Linked DNA regions of Mus musculus: all the other regions are linked to region 3. Evidence: chromatin contacts called from public capture Hi-C and promoter capture Hi-C data. All regions are on one chromosome and are shown on one strand. The core of a region is the stretch at or near the end of the contact, and the rest is flanking DNA. Distances in the headings are between cores, read along the strand shown. Region 1 holds the start of Dmrt3 (doublesex and mab-3 related transcription factor 3). Region 2 holds the start of Dmrt2 (doublesex and mab-3 related transcription factor 2). Region 3 holds the start of Nkx2-3 (NK2 homeobox 3). Region 4 holds the start of Foxd4 (forkhead box D4).

Region 1 (5,324 bases), core at 212-2,711, about 18 Mb before region 3:
GAACCTCGGACGACACAGTCCTAGAATTCACAGCAAACTCAAGATTGCCAGCGATGCTCTCTTCCTTGGCTGGCGGTAGGGCTGGGCACTGGAAAGCGACCTCCAGAAAGAGACTATGGTCTCTGTGCAGTTCAGGAGTCAGGTACCGCAGCAGACCCGTTTACGTTAACTTTCACCCACACAGTAAGAAGCGGAGCGCACGTTCCCAGGGGCCGCTAAAAGACCGTCCGGGACTTCCGTTGGCTCCTTCCCACTGAGTTGTTAAAGCGGTCCTGAGCCTACTTTATGCCTTGATTTTTGTTCGGTTGTTTTCTTGGTTGAGTGAAAAAAGGCAGCCTTCTCTACACGTACGTAGTAATACTCGACATTGGACAAACCAATACTGAAAACAAGCAAAGAGTATAAACGAAATTTATGCTGTAAAAAAAAAAGGCTTATGCAGTCTAAGGTTATACAGGAGACTCTTCATCGTCACGCAAAGATTGTTACGAGTAGGGTCTATTCCTTATTCTTAAGTAAAACACAGCGTCTGTGGGGATTTGAACTGGGCAATTCCGGACCTTGGCTGATTCAGTGGCCTTTGCGTGAACAAAATACCAGGTAACTTTGGGGCCACTAATGTGTCTTCTCCCTACACCCTCGGAAAGTTTAAACAGTGCTTAAGAAAAACATCCAAGAGAGCACTTGGCAGTCCAAGGCAGAGAGGTCATTCAAGGCAGAGATTGTTTATTTTAAAGACAAGAGGAGGTTAAGTAGAAAATTGAAGTTACCCTATAAAACGAGTTGTCTTCCTGAAGCCTGACAGATTAAAAAAAAAAATACTCATTTTTCTTCTGTAGCAATGAAAAAGAAACTAGATTGCAAAACCAAGCGAAGAATTCCCGAATCACTACTACCCCTCTTTTGATTCCTCTTGCCAGGTGGAGACTTTCCGGTTCTTGAAACCCGGTTCTCCCGGGGCCGACCTGCGGAGTACCCTCAATTCCCTCGCAAGCTCCGAATGGCTGAGGCCAAGGGTGGGAAGGAAAGCGGTCTAGGGCTCAGTGCTTCGAGGCCAGTGCTGGAGCGACGTGAGAGGGTAGGGGAGAGGCCTGCCGGCTGGCTTACAAACACCCACCCCCCTCCCCATCGTCCCCCGCCCCACACCCGGTCCGCCCAGCGCTCCCGCGGTACCGCAGCGGCGCAGTCCCTCCCGGCTCAGGAAGGGGTAACAGAGCGCTTGGCAGAGGGGGCTGTGAGCGCCCCCGCCTGAGAGGCCAGGCTGCAGGTGGCGGGGAAGGTGAGGTGCAGGAACCCGAGGGGTGCCTGCCAGGGAGGAGGAAAGCGCGTGGGGAGCGCAAGGAGGCTGGGACCCCGATTGGGGGGGGGGTGGCGGCGGGAGGGAGGAGGGACTGGGGGGGGAGGGTGGCGGAGGAGGTGCTGGGTCCAGTCTGCGAGGAAGGGACCAGGGAAGGAAGTGGCTCAGACCGTAATCAGAGCTCTCCCCGGCTCCTTGCAGCTGCTGGAGAGCCTCAGCGTGGGAGGACCTGCGGGTGGAGCCTGCGCCCCGAGAGCGGCGGGCAGAGAGGCGGCACGCGTGGGTACCGGCGGGCTGCGAGCGCCATCGGAGCCGGGGAGACTGCTGCCGTAGCTCCGGCCGCCGCGGACCTTCCGGGGCCTCCCGAGAGCGGGCCTCCGAGCTCTGTGCTCCAGCTCCCGCCGCCGGCCGGGGGGAGCCCTGGGCATGAACGGCTACGGCTCCCCCTACCTGTACATGGGCGGCCCGGTGTCGCAGCCGCCGCGGGCGCCCTTGCAGCGCACGCCCAAGTGCGCGCGCTGCCGGAACCACGGGGTGCTGTCCTGGCTCAAGGGCCACAAGCGCTACTGTCGCTTCAAGGACTGCACCTGCGAGAAGTGCATCCTGATCATCGAGCGGCAGCGGGTGATGGCGGCGCAGGTGGCGCTGCGCAGGCAGCAGGCCAACGAGAGCCTGGAGAGCCTCATCCCGGACTCGCTGCGGGCTCTGCCAGGGCCCCCGCCGCCGGGGGACGCTGCGGCCACCGCCGCTACCGCCTCGCAGTCGTCGCCAGCCTCCCAAGCGTCCCAGCCGCCCGCGCCGCCTCGTCCCACCGCGGAGTTGGCCGCGGCCGCCGCGCTGCGCTGGGTCGCGGAGCCCCAGCCCGGGACGCTGCCAGCGCAGCTTGCTAAACCAGGTGAGAGCGTCTGCGGCGCTGGGGTCGCGCTCCGAATGAGGGAGCTTCGAGGGCTCTTCGGGATCGTGGGGGAAGGCCGAAGACAAGTTTGTGGGAAGTGGACCTGGTTGGACCTGCCCCACCCCCACCAGGCACCGGTTCTTACTCTCCCGGAAAGGGGGTCTCGAGAGTCTGAAGCCGATGGAACCCAGGAGCCCGCCAGAGGGGCCAACCAGATCGCCTGGCTGTGTCCCTATCGTCAGAGGCTTTCCCCGGGTTGAAAGGGAACATAGCAGGTCAATTTTAAAAATAAAATGATGTCTTGGGGAAGACCGACTTTAAACACACCACAATGAGGAGGGTTATCCGGGCTGCGGGTTTTAGACGGGTGGGGGCTCTCACTTGGAGCGAGGGGGTAAGTAGGTGCTGGCTAGCAGTCAGGGCCCAGTGCTTTGCTGTTTCTAGGTGATTCTTGGCTTGGTCCGGAACAGGCGTTTTGTCTCTTACTTAAAGGAACTAGGAGTCGTTTTGTTTTTTTTAGCCAGGCTAAGAGGCCTCAAGACTTAGAATTTGAAAAAAAAAAAAAAAAAAAAGGCGCCTTTTAAGAACTCTAAGGAAAAGGCTCCAAAGTGAAGCTACTTAACTCTCTTTTGCTGAACTACTTCTTTGGTCCTTTATTGCCATTTCCCGGGCTGCTGTGGTGTGAAGAAATTAAAACCAAAACTTGGCCTACAGTGGAGAAAACCTAGCAAGTGCCTTTCCAGGATTTTGCGGGGTTGGCCTGGCCTGAAATAATGAGGGGCTTTCTGGCCATCTAGCTTCCCGCTGTTCAGATATGCTCTGATTTTGGGGATGGGTTAACAGGGTTCTGAGCCCTGACAGTGGGCAGACCCCGGTTTCTACTTAGTTCTCTCTTTCTGGCTCTTTCCTGAGTCCCTGAGTCCGGCTGCCCCTATTTTAAGCCTCTTCCTCTCTTTCCTCCGAGGAACCTCTAGCTTTACTCCTGGCCGCTCGCAGCCTCCTGGCAACCGGAATTCAATGGAGTTTGGTGTTTCCCCTTCACTGGGTAAACGTACAAAGGAGACAGGCCCATCTCCTTCGGAATGGGGTGTACTGGAATTAGGAGTGAAAGGTCCGTAGTTTTTCTGGTAGCTAGAGCCTCTGTCTCTACTTTCTCAGCTGCTCAATGACAGCTCTTGCTCTTCTTCAGAGAACCCCAGAGCACTGTGCTGAACTGGGGGTCTGGGGGGGCTACTCACTGTTGGTGTGTGGTGAGGTGGTAGGTAGCTTGGCCAGTTTGTCCTACCTTCTGGCTCAATTGTGCCCGGTAGGCCTGAAGTTCAGAAAGCAGTTTGCTGGCTGGGTTTTGTGGCTATTTAACAAGGAACATATAAGCATGTCTCAGAAGCACCGCCCCACGACCCTCATCTTATATTTGTGGATTTGACAGTAGAGAAACTAGAGCCTATTGTGGGAGGAGGGCTTGTCCTGAGAACAAGAAGGGGTGTTTGGTCTTAGTCCCAGAATTCCATGCTACCCACTTTTAATTTTCCGTTCCTGGTTTTCCTGGCTCTGGGAGTCCCCTGGACTAGAGAAGAAGAGGTCGAGTTAAAAATTCAACTTGCTATTTTACAGTGCCCAGCTGCCTATCAGCAGCTCTTAAAGAGCACTAACCTTGAGTTCTGTGGTCTCTGTCCAAGAGGGGACTCCTTTAGCATCGCGTGGTTCTCAACGGGTTGTCCTTCTCCATAGCCAAAATGTATAAAGAGCCAACAAAACCCAAAGCAAGGAGAAAAGGGGGTGGATGAGGGCATTGAGGAGGCCAAGTTGAGGCAGGAGGGCCCAAGCCTTAGGAGAATTAAAAGGGGCAAAGAATTTCAAGGGTGCTAACCAGGCACGGTGCAGGATTTCTCTCCTTCTATGTTCACGAGCTACTCAGAAGTAGCCTGAGCCTTCCAAATTGAGAACAAGTAATTGAGAGAGAGGGGGAAAAAACAAGAAGAGGAGGAGGAGGGGAAGGAGGAGGAAGGAGGGGAGGAGGAAGAAGAAGAGGAGGAGGAGGAGACAGCCTGCTGGAGACTGAGCTGTGTGGGACCAGGGGTTCAGTTTCCAGCTGGTCACACCACATACCTTGCACATTCGCCAACCAACTTTTGTTTTCGTTTATCAATTGCGTTCCTTTAAGGAAAAAAACAAACAAAAAACCCAAAAACACTTGGCTTGAGAGAGAGTTCTAAAAACAAGCTGATTTACAGTTTTTCAGCCAGGAACACAAATAAGATTCCTCTCTGCAGCATGTGTTTTGAAAAGCAACTCCGTTGGGAGGGGGGCAGCCAAGTTAAAAACTCCTGGTTGAGACTGCCTGTTGCTGCCTTGCTGTGCGGTTTTTTGTGATGTGTTTGTATGTGGGGCTTCATCATCTTTAGACGCTTATAGAAGTTAGTATTGCTTCCTGTAGAAGTTAGTCCATTCCTCCCAGAGAGGAAGTGTGACCCCATTGGGGTGGAAGGGCCATGACCAGTGCTCAGCAGCAGTCTCTGAGTCTAGAAACTGCTAGCAGACCATTTAGGTCTGCTCCTTTGTTACATTAGGGTTTGCAAGTCGGCTTGGCTTGTTTGTCACATTGGGTTTTGCAAGTCGGCTTGGCTTGTTTGCAGGCAGAGGGGCCTCCCACACATCGCTGTGTTCTTGAAGACCGGTGCCGGTGGAGCACCAGCAGGCGGAGGGAATCTGTTTCTTCTCCGAATATTTGAGGGAAGCACAGGCCTTAAGAAGGATGTTGGCTAGGCATCATGGGAGAAAGCCCATGTAGTTCAGGGAAGAGACATGAACACCAGTTTTCTAACTGGAGGGAATCTTTTCCTAAGCTCTCTTTCAGATGTCTTAAAGGAATGTTTGAGCATTGTTTTCAACGTGAGTTTAAGAAGATTCTACTGGCTGTTTCAACTAGGGATTGAAAAAAATTTTTATTACAGCCTTCTTCTGCCAGTCATCTCTGATGTAATTAAATGAGATTTCGATTGCGCTCCAATTTCTAAGTTACCCTTTGCTATAGATACTATGCAGCCCCACGTATTCTGCTCTTACCTTTGTGTCACCTCCCCTACCCTCCCCCCCCCCGCCCCTCCCCATGAAAACAGCTCAGGGAGTCTT
Region 2 (4,981 bases), core at 1,274-3,773, about 18 Mb before region 3:
CCCCCCACCTCACCTGTCCTTGGGGTGCTGGAGAAGATGTCCTTCCCAGAGGGGAGTATCCACCTGCTAGAGGTCTAGCTAAGCCTGTAGGCTGGCTCTTCAGCACCCCTTTTCTAGTCTGCCCACCATAGAGAGCCTGGTCTTTGCCCTATAACACTCCCAAGGGCTAGTCCCCTGTCTTAGGGCTCCCTATCCCCAAACCCCATTTCCCTGTTTTGGCCTCATCTGACTGGTTCATACACAGGAATGTTATTTGTCTCCTCCTCAAGTGATGTTTAAAGTTTGGCCCAGTACAAAGGCTCCTGGGCTCCCTAGTCCTGTTTACTTTCAGTTCAGGAAACAGCTACTCACAAGCTCCCCTCCCGGCTCTACTCTCTGCCATCTGGTAGCAAGCGAACCCATTTTCTCAACTTTGTTAATATTTAAAATTACTTGCGAAGGGCTAATTATCTTCTATCTTCTTAGGGGCTATACAAGCCATGAATAAAAACCTAGCCCGTTATCCACATGATCTGGCAGGGTAGAGTGGTGGAGTTATAGTTCATTTTCAATCGGAGGGCAGATGCGCACAGACTGCCTGTTTGCAAAGGTAGAAGACTGTCTCCTGTGTGTGTGTGTGTGTGTGTGTGTGTGTGTGTGTGTGTCTCGGTGTTGCTCTCGTGGAAGAAAACTCAGCATGATTTGACAAAAACAAAACAACACACAAAAGACCAGTGCCTAATCCTGTCATGGAGGCTCTAACCCTAACTCCAAGTGCTAACATCTGAAGGGTTGCAAGACAGCTAGGGAGCTACGAAAACAAAAACAAAGCAACCACAACAAGAACAACAAATAACCAAGAGGCCGTGGCAAACCAGCTGCGACCATTTCCGGCTGAGAGCCGAGGACTCCTCACTCTGTCCCTTCAGGGCAGAGGGCTATCCTGGTCCAAGGTTCTTGACCAGGTCCCCAGCTTTCCCGAAGGACAATGGGAATTTCAGGACTCCTCACTTTCATCACTGGAGAAAACGAAGGTTAGAAAACACGTTTCTACTGTAGTCAAGAACTTAAACGCACCCACCCAGGTTAGAAAAAAAATTAGGCGAGTTAAGTTAGATAAGGAAGACCACAAATGAGGAAACTAGGGGGTGCTGAGGAACCGGTACCAAGGATTAGTTCCCCCGCTGCCTCAGTGGGGAGCCTTGAAGCTAACAAGTCGCCCCTCAAGGCCCCCAGAGACACTGAAAGAAAAAAATCTACAGGAACATATAGAAAGTCATCTTTATACATTAACTGGATATTAGGAAGCGTTCAACCTCACAAGGGCCTGAGAATACCTGCGCTTCCGGCAGGGAGGCAGGCAGGCAGGCAGCTGGTCTTTGTTCTCACTTAGGCGAGCTTGGTTGACTTGGAATTTTCTGACAGGTTCGGATTAGAGGAAAAGAATCAGCTCCGAAATTTTCTCCCATCAACAGATATCCATCGCCACTGTAGCGCGTGCCCAGGAAATCGACAACCTGTTTTCTGATGTGTTTTCTAACCCGCTCTTCCTGCGGAGGGCTGGATCTTAAGGAGAACCCTTTAAAGAAGCATCGATGGGATTTTTAAATTTAGCTTAAGGTAATAGACTGTCGCGTTGCTTAAAGGACTTCTCTATTATTCGTGGGAAATTTGACTTTGTTTCAAACATTTTTGTGAAGGGTATTTTGAGAGAGAGAGAAAGAGAGAGAGAGAGAGAGAAGAAAGTTAGTTTTCTTGATAATCACTCATTCACACATGCTAAAAGGCTGCTACGTTTTAAAAGTTTTTGTATAAATGCTTGCTTAGATTGAATATTTTTTTGTATCTAAAATTGCTAATGGCGTGGTTTATTTCTATTTGCTCCCAGAATGGACTGTGCTATCCACTGATAACAGGAAACCGTAGATGGGCTGTAGTCGTTGCTGCCACCTGCCTCGCAAGCTCTATGGAAGTAAGGAACTGCTTTGCACCTCGGAGTTATCCACAAACTACAGATATTTGTAAGACATCTGGGCGCTGACCAGCAAGATAAACATGGACTTGTTCGTGCGGAGAGAAGGATGCCAGAGTGCCCACTTTAGAGTGGCCTCTTCTCTCGGCCCAACTGCCGGTCGATGGTTAAACACCGGAGATTATGATATCATCGATAGAAATCAACGCTAACCTTTCTGATCTCTACCCCTTAGTTACCTTCTCGAGAACAACGCGATGTATAAGAGTACGAGAATCAGCTTGTTCTCTAGTCGGCGAGATAAAAGGCGACTGCTCCGCCGCAACCACTGCCCACATTTTTAGGTTTAGCTTCTGGATCAGGGACCCGGCTGCAGCGAAGGCTGGCGGGTGGACTCCGGCGGCGCAGTAGCGCTAAAGGGAAGCTTCCACTGGGCTGAGGAGGAGGGCGCTCAGCCCTAGTGCTCCGGCCAATCGGCGTGCACACCGCCTGAAAACCAACCAATCAGAGGACGCAGAGCTCGGGGTGGGGGTGGGTGGTGGATAATACTAGGAAGGGGAGCTCAGGTCCCCGACTGCAGTGAGTGTCTCTGCGCCGAAAGCAAGCAGGGTGCGCCTGAGGCGGAGTCCTGGGTCCGGGCCGGACCTTTTCCGTCCTCTTTGGACCAGAAGTGGGAAGTGAAGTGAGGCGATCCAGGGTGCAGAGGACCGAACAGAACTTTGCAGAATTTGGAATGTACGGGGTGAGGTTGCTGAGGCCTTGACTCGCCTCCGGCCTCTGTCCCCCGGTCGCCATCCAGTGGGCTCCCGCCTCCTGCTCTCAGACCCAATTCTGTTTGCTCCCACTGCCTGCAGCTCCGGGGGACAGATCCTGAAGCTGGCTCTCTTTTAACTGGGTTGCTAGCCTGAGCCTGGTTCTTGGTGAGTGCTGTGTTGTCGCCGCTGCTCGGGAGCCAGGGAGGGCACGGGGCGTGACTCTTCACTACGGCTTCTTTCTGTTTCTGGTTGTCTTGCCTTAAAGATGAAAATCAAGTTCCCTCAACCTTGTGCGGCTCAAGCACTACTGATACCAGACCAGCTTCTTCAGCTTCATGGCTGTGTCCCCCACTCCCTGTGTGTGTCCTATATAGAGCATCGGTTTAGGGGAACCGGAGGGACGAGAAGACCTCTCTAGAGTCTTTGTGGTGGTGTAGGTCAATGAGAGACATTTGGAAAACGAGGTTTCAAGGTCCCTTGTAATAAAAGGAAAGATAGTTGTACCTTCGACATTTTTATATTTATCATGGCCATGTTAACTGGCTGTGGAAAAGCCTGACAAGTGGCTTAAACTGGCCAGTTAGTAAGGTCAGTGGGTGACTTGTCTGGAAAGGCAGACAGGACTCAGGTTAAAGGTCAGGTGCACAGACCACTTAGAATTAGTAAAATACAAGCTTCGTTGAACTGTGGATCTCGGGTGTGGCCTGTAGAAGAAAACTGAGTAATTCAAGGGGGAAAGCTGGCCTTGCAGAAATTCTGGGCCGAGTCTCAGAGAGGGTCCCTAATTGCGACGGGTCTTTAGGCCTTTTTCTGTCTCCCTAGCGCGCGGGCAACCGAGCCGAACGACAGTCTAGTGTCATGACGGAAGGGCAGGCAGTCCCGGGAGTCGGGGACTGGGAGATCGACGTGGAAAGCCTAGACCTGGAGGAAGATAGCTGTGGGACTCCACTGCGGGCCACGCCGCCGCAGGAACCCAGTCCGGCGGCGGCCGATGGGGAGGAGGACGAGGACGAAGAAGAGGAGGATGAAGATGTGGAGGACGAGGGTGACGGCGAGGAGCCCGGCGTGTCCTCGGAGGTGCCAGGCCGGCCAGAGCAGCCCGGGGGACTGGCACCCAGGCCACCGCCTGCTGCTCAGGCGCTGCCAGCCGCCGCCGCCGCCCCTGAGCGCGGTGCCACCGCCGGTGGCGGCGCAGAGCCGCGCAAACTGAGCCGCACACCCAAGTGCGCACGCTGCCGCAACCACGGCGTGGTATCCTGTCTCAAGGGCCACAAGCGATTCTGTCGCTGGCGGGACTGCCAGTGCGCCAACTGCCTGCTGGTGGTGGAGCGCCAGCGTGTCATGGCCGCCCAGGTGGCGCTCCGGAGGCAGCAGGCCACAGAGGTGGGTGCCGACAGGCTGGGGATAGGTCTCCAGGGTGCGCGCCCAGGCAGGATGAGGGAGTCCCTTACAGCAAGGAGCTGGGCTTCCACTCACACAACCCAGTGACCCTCGATCTCAGATCGCCTGGCAGGAGAGGTTCAGACACTGTCTCGCTAGCCTGCGGGGTTCCGGAGGGAAAGCCGTGGCCTTCGATGCAGAAAGTGCTGAAAAAGTCTCCTATTCAAAAAGCATTGAGAGGCAAAGGAATTAGGTCCATTTGGGACATCGCGGAAAAGTCAATAAAAATAAATATTTTCGGGTTTAGTTTTGCAGGTGGTTGGGGAGGGAGGAAGGTGGTTGACAGAGCGGTTGATGTCCAGTCAGGATGAAGCAGCACGCGGTGCTGTCACTGTGTGTCGCCCCACCTTGATACTTAGGCAGAACTTGATGCCCATTTTCCGGATGAGACCAATATGACAGCGGAGTTAAGGGCCCCTCAGTCCAAGGCTATTGACTATGTGACCTGCCAGAGAATGCTTAGAGGTCTTAGCAGTCCCCACGGTGCGGTGCGGTGCGGTGCGGTGCGGTGCGGTGCGGTGCGGTGCGGTGCGGTGCGGTGCGGTGCGGTGCGGTGCGGTGCGGTGCGGTGCGGTGCGGTTCTGTTGTGAGAAGTCAGGATTTCTCCTAGAGAGACTTTTGAACCCTGGAGTTTATACTTCCTCTTGTTGCTTTGGGGGAAGTGATGCAGGTTTCACAGAATCTCCTCTCAGACCTGAGGTTAGGCAAAATGTTGAATTCTTTGTTATCGTTATTCCTGTGATTGTTTGATTGTTTTCCCTGGCCGAGGTGGCCTTTAGGCAAGTGCTCTGCAATTGATCTTCTACCCGGGTTCCCCGGGAAAACTTTCGATTTG
Region 3 (5,078 bases), core at 1,293-3,792:
TTCACCAGAGAATTCTTACAGGCCCGGTCCTGTCCAGCCTGCTCTGAAGCAAGTTGGCCTGGATCTGCAAGAGAGAGAGAGAGAGCTGTCCACGTGTGTTTTGAGGATACTTGACCAGATAGAGGCGGCCAAGGGATTGGGAGGAGACGCCACGCGCCCCTGCAGGTAGGGAGCAGACAGCCATCTGCGCTAGCAGAGAGAAGAGGCCATAGTGAGCCTTCGGCCGCAGCAGGTGTGTGGGTGTTATCACTGAGCTTCAGGCATTGGACAGAGGTGAGGGTAGGGGGGTTCACCCAGCCAGGGTTCTGGGGCAAGGTTTAAGTGAGGCCGACCGCCCTTAGCAAGCAAGAAACCAAGCAAGAAAAATATGCGCTCCCGACAGAAGCAACGGCTTTTTATCTTTTCTTTGGTCCAGATCTTGAAATCACTTGAAAGCTAAGAAAAGTGGAGAGCAGAAAGGAACACAAGCATTTCTCTGCGATGGGTTTTGCCTTGCAGTTGGCTGCAGGGTGGGGAACTGAGACTGGAGCATGGTTTCCTTCTGGTCCTCTGTCTGGCAGCTGGGACGCGCAGCACGCGTCCACTCAAAGTCCCCCACCCTGCAGCGCGGCGCACTCACCCCACCTCTGGATGTTTGAGCTTCGGATCCACAGCAAAACCAGGCACACTCTTCCTTCCCTTGGTGGGCTGGCGGGCCCTTTGTAGAGACCACGGCCTCTGCCCGCAGCGTCTAGTTTCAAGTCTTAGAGCAAAAAGGCTCCTGCGACCAAGGAATGGTTTCAAGGAGCCGGGGCCTAACCACAGATGATCTTTCCCCATCTCCCCCAGAGCACGTGGAGGGAGCCTCGTACCAGCCTCCCGGGTGGCCCCACGAGCTGCCTCCCCGCTGTATTTCCGCTCCCCCCCCAAGAGCCCCGCCTCTCTCTCCTCCCAACCCGCAGTTCTTTCTTTCCAGGACCAAGGGCATCAACTCCTCTCGCTGCCGCCTCGGGGTTCCGCAAGGCCGCTCTCCACGTAATCCGCATTCATGCCCTGTCTACAAGTTTCCTAGGGCGTCGTCCTCGGTCACCGCGCCGCCATCCGGCGAACCCTTCTAGTTGAGGCCGGTCTCTCCCAAACTGTGAGGTTCTACGGGGGCGGGGGGGGGGGGAGGGAGGGAGAGAGAGAGAGAGAGAGAGAGAGAGAGAGAGAGAGAGAGAGAATAAATAAAAGCAAGGGCGGCCTACTGAGGAACCCTACGTTGAAAGCGGAACTAGTTTGGTTTTCCAAGGCCTGCTGCCCACACCTTTTGCTCTTAATCTCACAATAGTGCCCCTTACCACTCAGGGGCTAGGTATGTAGGCGGGTGGATACCAGAAGGTGGTCTCCATCAGGCAGTTTTCTGAATCTGAGGCTGCATTTAGTCTCCCTGCAGAACACAACCACGGTTTCAGAAAGAGAGAAATAAGGCGTTTCAGAAAGTTGAGGCCTAGGCTCGGGCTCCCGATTCCCTTCAGAAGGCTGCCTGAGCTGCAGCCACAGCGGGGGTCCCCTCCCTTCTGAGACCAGAGCCACCCAGTGTGTGCAGTGGAACACCAGCCCGGTCAGAATCAATGCAGGCAACAAACACTGCTCTGACCTCCCACAAAGAACAAGGGTAGTTACAAGTATTGAGCTCTTTGCTTTAAGTAGACAACTGTGCTATGCTTCCGGCCTGGTTATCCTTTAAAAAACAAAAACAAAAAAACTCCAACAATAACCCTAGAAGAGGCAATTCGGCTCCTTTATATTGACCAGGAAACTGAGAACGTCCAAAACCAAATACTGACTCAGGCCAGGCTTCGAAGCATAGAGCCTCTGCACACTAACAGAACTCGGTCGTCTTGTCTTCTACAGACCTGCTCTCTGAAGCCACTTCGAGGGCTGCAAGGGCAAGTACGGTCTGGACCCTGCCCTCAGGGACTCACAATCTAAAGTGACAATCGAGCGGACACTAAGTACAGCTTTGGCACTAGATGGGAGAGTGACAAGTGACATTACTGAGCAAGTTCCGAGGAAGAGGACCTCTAGGTGAGGTGATCTGGCGGAGTTTCCTTGGAGGTATTTAAGCTTTTCCTCGGAGAACAGCTTTCCACTGTGGAAATGAGGGTGGGAAAGGCACTCCAGGTGGCGAGGACAGCTAGAGCAAAGGTGAGGTGGAATTTGACACGTCGCTCATATTTCCACAGATACAACACTCCTCTCCTTAGAAATCCGCAGTCTGGCCTCTCAGAACTGCCCCTGGTCGGGAAGGTGCAGCCAGGTGGAGCGGGAATCGGTGATTCGGACACCCGGTTTTTTGCAGCTTTTCCCACCGCGACTTGGATCTCAGGACCCTATTCTAGTCCCTGTCTATTTCTGGTAGCGCAGCAACATCCCACTGGGTGGACGCAGAGGGCGTGGCCCACATACACAAGAACCAATTGGGAAGGAGGCCAGGATGCCGACCCCGCCCCTTGACGTGACGCAGGGCCCCCGGACAGAGGCTTCACAGCCCCGGCCCCAGTCCTTGCAGTGGCTGTAACAAAACCCAGACCCCCAGGTCCCGGCCAATGGAGGGGATTTAGACTGGACCGCGTCTGTCAAAAGCTCGACTCCGCACCACCGCGGAGTCCAGAAGAAGAGCTGGAGCCACCGCACTCCCTCCCCGCCCCCGCCGGGATTTATTGAGTATTTGGACTGGACAATTAAGTGGCCCTGATGATGTTACCAAGCCCGGTCACCTCCACCCCTTTCTCAGTCAAAGACATTTTGAATCTGGAGCAGCAGCGGCACTTCCACGGAGCTCACTTGCAGGCGGAATTGGAGCAGCACTTCCACTCGGCACCCTGCATGCTGGCCACGGCTGAAGGGACGCAGTTTTCCGATGCAGGGGAGGAGGACGAGGAAGAAGAGGGAGAGAAACTGTCCTATTTGAACTCACTAGCTGCTGCCGAGGGCCATGGAGATTCGGGTCTCTGTCCTCAGAGCTATGTCCATACAGTTCTCCGAGACGCTTGCAGCGGGCCCAAGGAACAAGAAGAGGAGGTTGTGAGCGAACGGAGCCAAAGTGAGTAGAGGGGGAAGGAAACGCGTCCGCACACCTGGGGCAATGGCTCAGCGCCTATAAACCCACAAACCGTGCCTGCATGGCCACCCGCCCCTTTCACATTCGGCTAGGGTCATGCCTATGCCAGGTTCAAGGACAGCTCTGCAAAGCACAGGTACCTGAGATGGTGCTGGGGCGGGGATAAAAGAGAAAGAGAGAACAGCTCTTGCCCGGAGCAGGGACCCGGAGCAGTCCCCGAGGGAAGGAAAAGTGATTATTGCAATCCTGGTTCCTTGAGTAATGAGTGACGGGGGCCCAGAGCCTGGGTCGTAACTTGTCCGTTGTGTGTGTGTTCTCTCGCACACCCATCTTCTCAAAAAAAAAGGGGGGGGTCAGTTTTCTGCCATTTTTCTGTCTTTCTTCTAACGTGAGGTGAATTCAGCGAGGCCAGGGCAGTCACCCCGGCTGTCCCGAAAAGGCAGTGCAAGAATGTTGTGTTTGGGCCATCCTTTCGGGCAAGACTTTGAGAGACACCAGCTTACTTCGGAGCTTGCAGTTCTTACGTTCGAACTGCAAGGAGGAGAGGTGGTGGCCAATGTGTGGGAGCTCGATCCATATCAGATGACGGCAGCAAGTCACACCCAGGAGGTGAAGGCCTCTGAAAAAAAATATCGTAATGCTCGCTTTGTTTCTTATACTGCAGGCGGAGTGGAATGGTTAAAGTTCCTGAATTAGTTCTGAGTGGGATTCTGGCCATTCAGCAGATCAGAGGTGGGGCAGGCAGGAGAATCAGATAATTGAATAAGCCCATAAGGAAATGTCTGAAAGGGAAACAGGATCAAATAATCTCTTCTCCGAGTGGAGATTTGATCTGGCTGAGACCAAAATCTTTTCTCTAACAATTCTCCAGGCCTAACACAGACATGAAACTGTCTAAATCGGTCCATCCAACTGTTTTTCCTCTGTAAGGTAACATACAGATACTGTCACAGACGCGTTCTCAGTAGTTTTGAAAATTAAAAAAAAAATCAATTCTTGAGCTGCACATACGCCTTTCACTTAGATATTTCCAAAGAGAAACAATTTTTGCAATCAACCCATGCATCCAGGCCTCCAGTCCCCAATACCAACTCGTTCCACACCTTCAGGGGAGTGGAAGGCAAACGAGTTTGCAGATACGGGGTCCTGTTCCGCGGTCGCCTGAAAATTGTTATTAGCCCCTGGACCGGCACATTTAATCTATTTTCTCGCTGATGCTCAAATTTAATAAATGCGAGCTAATTACTCTCACCGAATACGCCTTCTCCCGGTGGAGGTGCTCCGCCTGACGCGGGGGGGATGGGGGGGGCGGAATTGGGCTCCAGAAACTATGAACTTTCCCCAAAACTAGCATTTACTACGGGAGTGTTTTGTGCCTCTGGGGCGCAGGGGTGGTATCCTGAGAACTAGAAAGGCTAATGTCTTGCTTCTCCCTTAGAAAGCTGTCAGTTGAAGAAGTCTCTGGAAGCGGCGGGAGACTGTAAGACGAGCGAGGACGGCGAGAGGCCGAAGCCGCGGAGCCGCCGGAAGCCCCGGGTGCTCTTCTCGCAAGCTCAGGTCTTTGAGCTGGAGCGCAGGTTCAAGCAGCAGCGGTACCTGTCGGCGCCCGAGCGCGAGCATCTCGCCAGCAGCCTGAAGCTCACGTCCACGCAGGTGAAAATCTGGTTCCAGAATCGCAGGTACAAGTGCAAGAGACAGCGGCAGGATAAGTCCCTGGAGCTGGGGACGCACGCGCCGCCGCCGCCACCCCGCCGCGTGGCAGTGCCGGTGCTCGTGCGGGACGGCAAGCCGTGCGTCACGCCCAGCGCACAAACCTACGGCTCGCCCTACGGCGTGGGCGCCGGCGCCTACTCCTACAACAGCTTCCCCGCCTACGGCTACGGGAACTCGGCCGCCGCAGCCGCTGCAGCCGCCGCAGCCGCAGCAGCAGCGGCGGCTTACAGCGGCAGCTACGGCTGCGCCTATCCGACCGGTGGCGGCGGTGGTGGTGGCG
Region 4 (5,321 bases), core at 2,091-4,590, about 19 Mb before region 3:
GATCTTGGAAAGTCTGGTCTTGCTATGGTTTTGATACTAAAGCATTTCAACTGAGGAACGGACCTTGGCCAGGCTCTGACGGGGTCGTCCTCCTGCTGGGACAGGTTTGGGCGTGGGAGGAAAGGGAGTTCCGAGCGCTGGAGCCCACCTCGGTCCTGCCCAGGGATCGGCTTCAGGGGGGAGGCAGCGCGCGAGGGGGTGGGGGATCGGATGCAAAGTTAACTGAATACCTGGAGGTGGCCAGGCTGGAAACATCTTTGCACAAAGCGCAAAGGGGAGATGCGGATACACGGGAAAGGGGATCTCTCTCTCTCTCTCTCCCTCTCTCTCCCTCTCTCTCTCTCTCCCCCTCTCTCTCCCTCTCTCCCTCTCTCTCTGATTTGCCTCTAAACTCTCAGATTGCTGCTGGCCACCAAAGGAGTGGTACTTTGGGGACCAAGAGCCCAGGGGCCAAACGGAGGAAAGCTGCCTGTCCGAAAGCTCAAAGCTACTAATGTCTGAGTTTAGGAACTTTCCAGAAGTTCCCACAAAGCTCTCAGATTGGAAGGGGTTGAGGTAGCAGGCAAGGCGAGCAGTAGGAGTTCTGGGCTATGGGGTGTAAACAAGGAAATGTAGACTTCTTTGCTAAGGGTGGGGAACACAGTGGGTTTCTTCTACTCGGCGCTCGGCTTTCCTCAAAGCCGTGGATTATAATGACCCAACATCTAAAATCCCGCCTTCTGGGAGTCGTAGGTGATGGGCGTTCCCTTGTTTTCCTTGTATCCTGGAGCTGAATCACTCTTACAAGGATCTCTCAGAAATTATTTATAAAGAAAAGGCCTTGAAAATACTAGCATTTTTTTAAGTAAACGCAACAGTCGTTTATTTTCCAAGAATAGATACACTAGTTCAAATTGATCTCCAGTCATCCTCCAGTTTACCTCAGAAAAACAACTTGAGAAAAATAGCGCACAAGCTCAGCGTTATTGGGCACGCTAAGAATTCTGGAAACTGAAATAGGAAGATCGCTAGTTCCAGGCCACCAAAGGCTGCACAGCGAAACTCTCCTTTGAAAAACCTAAATTTAATTCGTTAGAATTAAAACTAGTTTATAAGATAAACTTTGGCCCTCAAATAGTTGGAACTTTTAAAGCCCATATTTAAAACGTGTCGTCCCCGATTTCTCTAATGGATATAAATCATAAAAACGAATTGTGAGATAAGAATAGAAATTTTTTTAAAATTTCATTTATGAAAGCAAATAACGAGACATAGGAAACAAGCGATGTAGCATTGTAGTTTCGTATTTTATTCAATCTCTATAACTAGGCTTAGTTTTAACACTCCCCGTTGGAGTAGGACACGTCGTATATACAAGAGATAAATGTTATGAAATTACCCTATTTGTATTACCTACGGGTTTCGGAGCATGTACGCATTCGCAGTCGCAGTCGCCACTGGGAACACTGGCAGTTCCTAAGCAATGTGGATGGTGATGTTTTGTATTGCAGACTGTTTTGTTTTTATTAACAGCAAAACACCTCACTCACTTTCATAGTCATAGGTCCTCGGGAAGTATGTAAGTCGGGAAAACCGTGGAAGCCACAACCGAAGCGGACAAGACCAAGCAAGACTTGTAGATCCAGGATTTTCCCACTTTTGTGTTGTCAAGCGAGCAGAACACATTTGTAACAATTTGGAAGGACTTAGTGCGCACTCCGCTGCTGGCTTTCTACGCACAAGCCTAGCAGGCGGGTGGTGCAAACCTAGAAAGTGGTTCCATTTTGCCACTTGGCTCCAGGTGTGCCAAGGCGACCCAGCCTGGAGGCTGGGCCTGGGTGCTGCTTAAAATTCGGGCAAGGTCCCCTCTCGGCCCGAAAGAGCGGCCAGGGTTGTCAGCCTACCGTCGTCAGCTGCAGGCTGTTGCCTCAGCAGCGCCGCAACGGCGGACAGGTGCTGGCCTAACCGCACGCCTTTACCGGGAGCGCAGCTAATGGCACAGTGATGCTGTTCTTGCTGCAGCGGCAGCGGCGGTTGCGGCTGCTGAGGCAATATTGTCCGGGAACCTGCGGACATGTGAAACAAAGGGGAAGCGGCCTGGGGGTGCAGCAGGCACGGTGGATGTTGCAGCAGGTGGCAGTAGCTCCACGGAGCAAAGGACGGACTCTGCGCAGACCCAGTTCCTCCTCCTGTAACCCCCTGCATGATGCTCTCGATGGTGAACGAAGCGCACCCGCGTCCGGACCGAGTTCCAGAGCTCTGGTCTCTCTCCCAAGGCTGGGAACCCAGTACGGGCTGCAGCGCGGGAATGGCTAAGGGGGTGGCGGGGTCCGCGCCTTCCGCTTTTCTAGGGTTGTCGCCATAGGCCGGGGCCGCGAGCAGCAGGTAGCGCATGGGATGCGGATGCAGCGGGGCGCACGGGTGACTCCGAGGCGGGGCAGCGGGATGAGCTGCGAGGTTAGGCTGTGGTGGGGCAGAGTAGCGGAGCAGGAGGCTGGGCTGGGAGACGTGCAGGGTGGCGGGCACAGCGGGTGGAGGGAAAGGGCAGTGCGGGTGGCCTCCCGAGGGCGGGTGGTGGCGCTTGAAGCGCTTCCTGCGCCGGAGGAAGCTGCCGTTGTCGAACATGTCCTGGGAGGCGGGGTCCAGGCTCCAATAGTTGCCCTTGCCCGGGTGGCCCGGCTCGCGAGGGATCTTGACGAAGCAGTCGTTGAGCGACAGGTTGTGGCGGATGCTGTTCTGCCAGGCGGGGAACTTACGGCGGTAATAGGGGAAGCGGCCGCTGATGAAGGCGCAGATACCGCTGAGCGTCAGGCGCTTGTGCGGGCTCTGCAGGATGGCCATGGTGATGAGCGCGATGTAGGAGTACGGGGGTTTGGCGGGCTGCGGGCCGTCGGCTGTGGTGGTCGCCGGGGTCCGTGGTGCTCGGAACTTGCGGAGGAACCCGGAGGAGTTACTCAGATCGCCGCAGTCCCCCGCGCTCCTCCCTGCAAGAGTGCGGGCTCCGGGCCTCTGCAGGGATCGCTCCAGGCACTTATGGCTCTCCTCCTCGTCATCCTCTTCTTCCGTCTGATCTCCATCTTCCTCCTCTGCCAGCACGTCGATCTCCACCTCATCCTGGTCGGAACTTAGAGGACTGGGCGGTGGAGTGGAACGAAGGTGCCCAGCTCTTGCTGAGTTCATGGAGGATAGGAGGGAAGAGGGAGAGGAGGGGACGGACGTGGGGGCAGCTCACCTGGTTTGGGATGGGTGAGTTAGCAAGGATGAGTCTGCTGGGAAACTGGAGCGCTCCTAGGTTAGGCTTCCTTGTTCTTTTCTGCTTTTTCTTTCTAACACCCTTTGGCAAGGAGCACTTGGTGTTTTAAGTTTCTCTGAGAAGTGCGCAGCTATATATCCTTCTTTGCCGTTCCTCGGGCTGGAGCCACGTCCTCCTGACGCGGTCCAATGATGGGGGGTCCTTGGTCCCTCCTCTTCACAACCATCCACTACGGAGGATGGTTTAATCAGCCAAAGTGCTCTGACATTGTGCGGGCTCTGTTGATGTTTCTCTAAAGCTGCACAAATAAAAATCAAGAGGGAAAACATGATACACAACGACGATGTGGGACCACGTCGACATTTAGACCTTCCCAGTACTGACTTTGGCGAGTAATGAGATGTATCTCAAACAGAATGGCACACTGACTTAAAGCTATATGCCCCCATTCCAGAGAAATGGCTCCTTCCCTCCTCGTAAACTTCACCAAATAATCCCGTGACTCGATTTCCCTAAAAACTAAAGCATCCTAGCATAAACTGTGGAAGTTCAGTGTGGACTTTAAAAGGAAAAAAAAAAAAAGTATTTTCTTAGTCTCTTTTCCTCCAGCTTCTTTTACTATTTAGCCAGCGGAGCAAAGGTGCAAATTATTTTTTCACGTTCAGACAGGGATGCCTAGAAGAGGCTTCAGAAAGCAACACACTAGCACCACAGAGGCAACTGGTATCTTCATCTTCTTTTCCTTCGTTGTCTTTACCAACTACATTGATTTCACTACACAAATACTGTTTCCCCCAAAGTAATTTTATAAAGAAAGGAATGCCCTCACTATATGAGTGCATCTACCTGCTTGGCTTTGTCCCCTACCCCTCCCCCCAACCCGAACATCCATCCAGAAACACAAGTGCTTTACTGTGGTAATAACAATAAATCGAGGAAGGGCGGGGTTGCAGTGTCCCTGACACTAGATAGTCCAGAGGTCCATGGTAAGGCATCCACACTGCAGAGCAGGACAGGGACCCCAGGACTTGCTTGAAGGCTTTGGAGTACCTAAGCTTTTAGATTGGTTTCATGTGAGTTAGCCCAGCAGCTAAAGTAACAATATGGTAGAGTATGTCTGTTACATAAATAGGGATTGCATAGCAAAATACAAAGTACATATTGGGGGAATTGGGAAGGTGAAATCTAAAAAGATGCACTAGGAAAGGATGAAAGTTGTGCCACCTTCAACGTTTATGTTTGTGATTGTGACCTTTATTGAGAAATCAGAAACTGACTACCAAAAATAGCTCATCGCCTTTGGGATTAAAGTAGTTTAAAGAAGTTAGCATCTTTTGGAGAGCAGCTCCCTTGCCAGCCTTTGAGTTAAGCTGCATTGCTCTGTGGAGGGTTTTACCCTCCAAGGCTCTCTATTGTGTGCAGCTTGAGGTAGGACAAACAACAGATCTGAGCCTCACAGATTTGTGTTTAAATCCAAAATTGACCAATGACTATTTGTGTGATTTTAAACTGCAGGAGGGCCGGCAGGTGTCTCATTCAATCTGCTGGCCCCAGATGCTGCCCTCACCCCCTGCTGGAGAGACTCGGTTCCCCTTTTCTGATTATCTGTGTGAGAGAGAGTATTGTTGGTTTTCCTAAAGTCAACTGCTAGGGGGATTTGGGTTATTTACAAATGAAAGGGTGTAAGAATGTGCTCAAAAACAAAACAAACCCCCCACATTCTGGGGCTAATCTCAAAGGTGACTCAGGAGCCAACTAAAGATCTCCCTGTGGCCAACGCTGGGGCAAACCGAACAGTCAACTTAGCTGGTTATAACTCAATGTCTAAAATGTATTTGTGTGTTCACGTTGCTAAGAATAACTGGTTAAATCAATAAAGGAAATCTCTTGTAGAATTTCAAATAACTCACGTAGTTACTCAAGATGGAGTCTAATTCCCAACTACTTAACATGAGATTTTCTCCCAAAAAGTCCAATAGAAAAAGGGACAGGGTAGCCTTTCCTGTGGAGAAATCTGATCAAACCTCAGCCAGGAGATGAAGGCCAACCCCAACTCCGCTGCAGCACAATGATGTGTAGTTGCTTGATG

What was found. Promoter capture Hi-C pulls out the DNA fragments that hold promoters and counts their contacts. Capture Hi-C pulls out chosen DNA fragments and counts their contacts.
Region 1: a contact with region 3 is called in a capture Hi-C map of embryonic tail, with 28 times the contacts expected there. A contact is called at or near these places in 3 of 39 promoter capture datasets (cranial neural crest, maxillary cranial neural crest and second pharyngeal arch cranial neural crest), 6 of 484 Hi-C or Micro-C datasets (cerebellum, embryonic stem cells and epiblasts) and 1 of 9 other capture datasets (embryonic tail).
Region 2: a contact with region 3 is called in a promoter capture Hi-C map of second pharyngeal arch cranial neural crest. A contact is called at or near these places in 4 of 39 promoter capture datasets (cranial neural crest, frontonasal cranial neural crest, maxillary cranial neural crest and 1 more) and 1 of 484 Hi-C or Micro-C datasets (embryonic stem cells).
Region 4: a promoter capture Hi-C map of second pharyngeal arch cranial neural crest shows a contact between it and region 3. A contact is called at or near these places in 3 of 39 promoter capture datasets (cranial neural crest, embryonic stem cells and second pharyngeal arch cranial neural crest) and 1 of 484 Hi-C or Micro-C datasets (embryonic stem cells).

What each region holds. Positions count from the first base shown.
Region 1 is chr19:25,609,076-25,614,399 of GRCm38.p6, forward strand. Dmrt3 (doublesex and mab-3 related transcription factor 3) reads left to right here and starts at 1,462. Exons shown (of 2, transcript NM_177360.3): 1 at 1,462-2,192. The coding sequence starts at 1,724.
Region 2 is chr19:25,669,888-25,674,868 of GRCm38.p6, forward strand. Dmrt2 (doublesex and mab-3 related transcription factor 2) reads left to right here and starts at 2,524. Exons shown (of 4, transcript NM_145831.3): 1 at 2,524-2,871; 2 at 3,529-4,089. The coding sequence starts at 3,565. It overlaps 2610016A17Rik (RIKEN cDNA 2610016A17 gene), which reads right to left and starts at 2,352. Exons shown (of 2, transcript NR_045347.1): 1 at 2,191-2,352; 2 at 1,247-1,558.
Region 3 is chr19:43,609,783-43,614,860 of GRCm38.p6, forward strand. Nkx2-3 (NK2 homeobox 3) reads left to right here and starts at 2,543. Exons shown (of 2, transcript NM_008699.2): 1 at 2,543-3,067; 2 at 4,524-5,078. The coding sequence starts at 2,719. Gm20467 (a long non-coding RNA gene) reads right to left here and starts at 2,274. Exons shown (of 4, transcript XR_001782682.2): 1 at 2,020-2,274; 2 at 1,320-1,408; 3 at 620-1,128; 4 at 1-64.
Region 4 is chr19:24,897,676-24,902,996 of GRCm38.p6, forward strand. It overlaps Foxd4 (forkhead box D4), which reads right to left and starts at 3,341. Exons shown (of 1, transcript NM_008022.3): 1 at 1,268-3,341. The coding sequence starts at 3,159. The coding sequence ends at 1,825.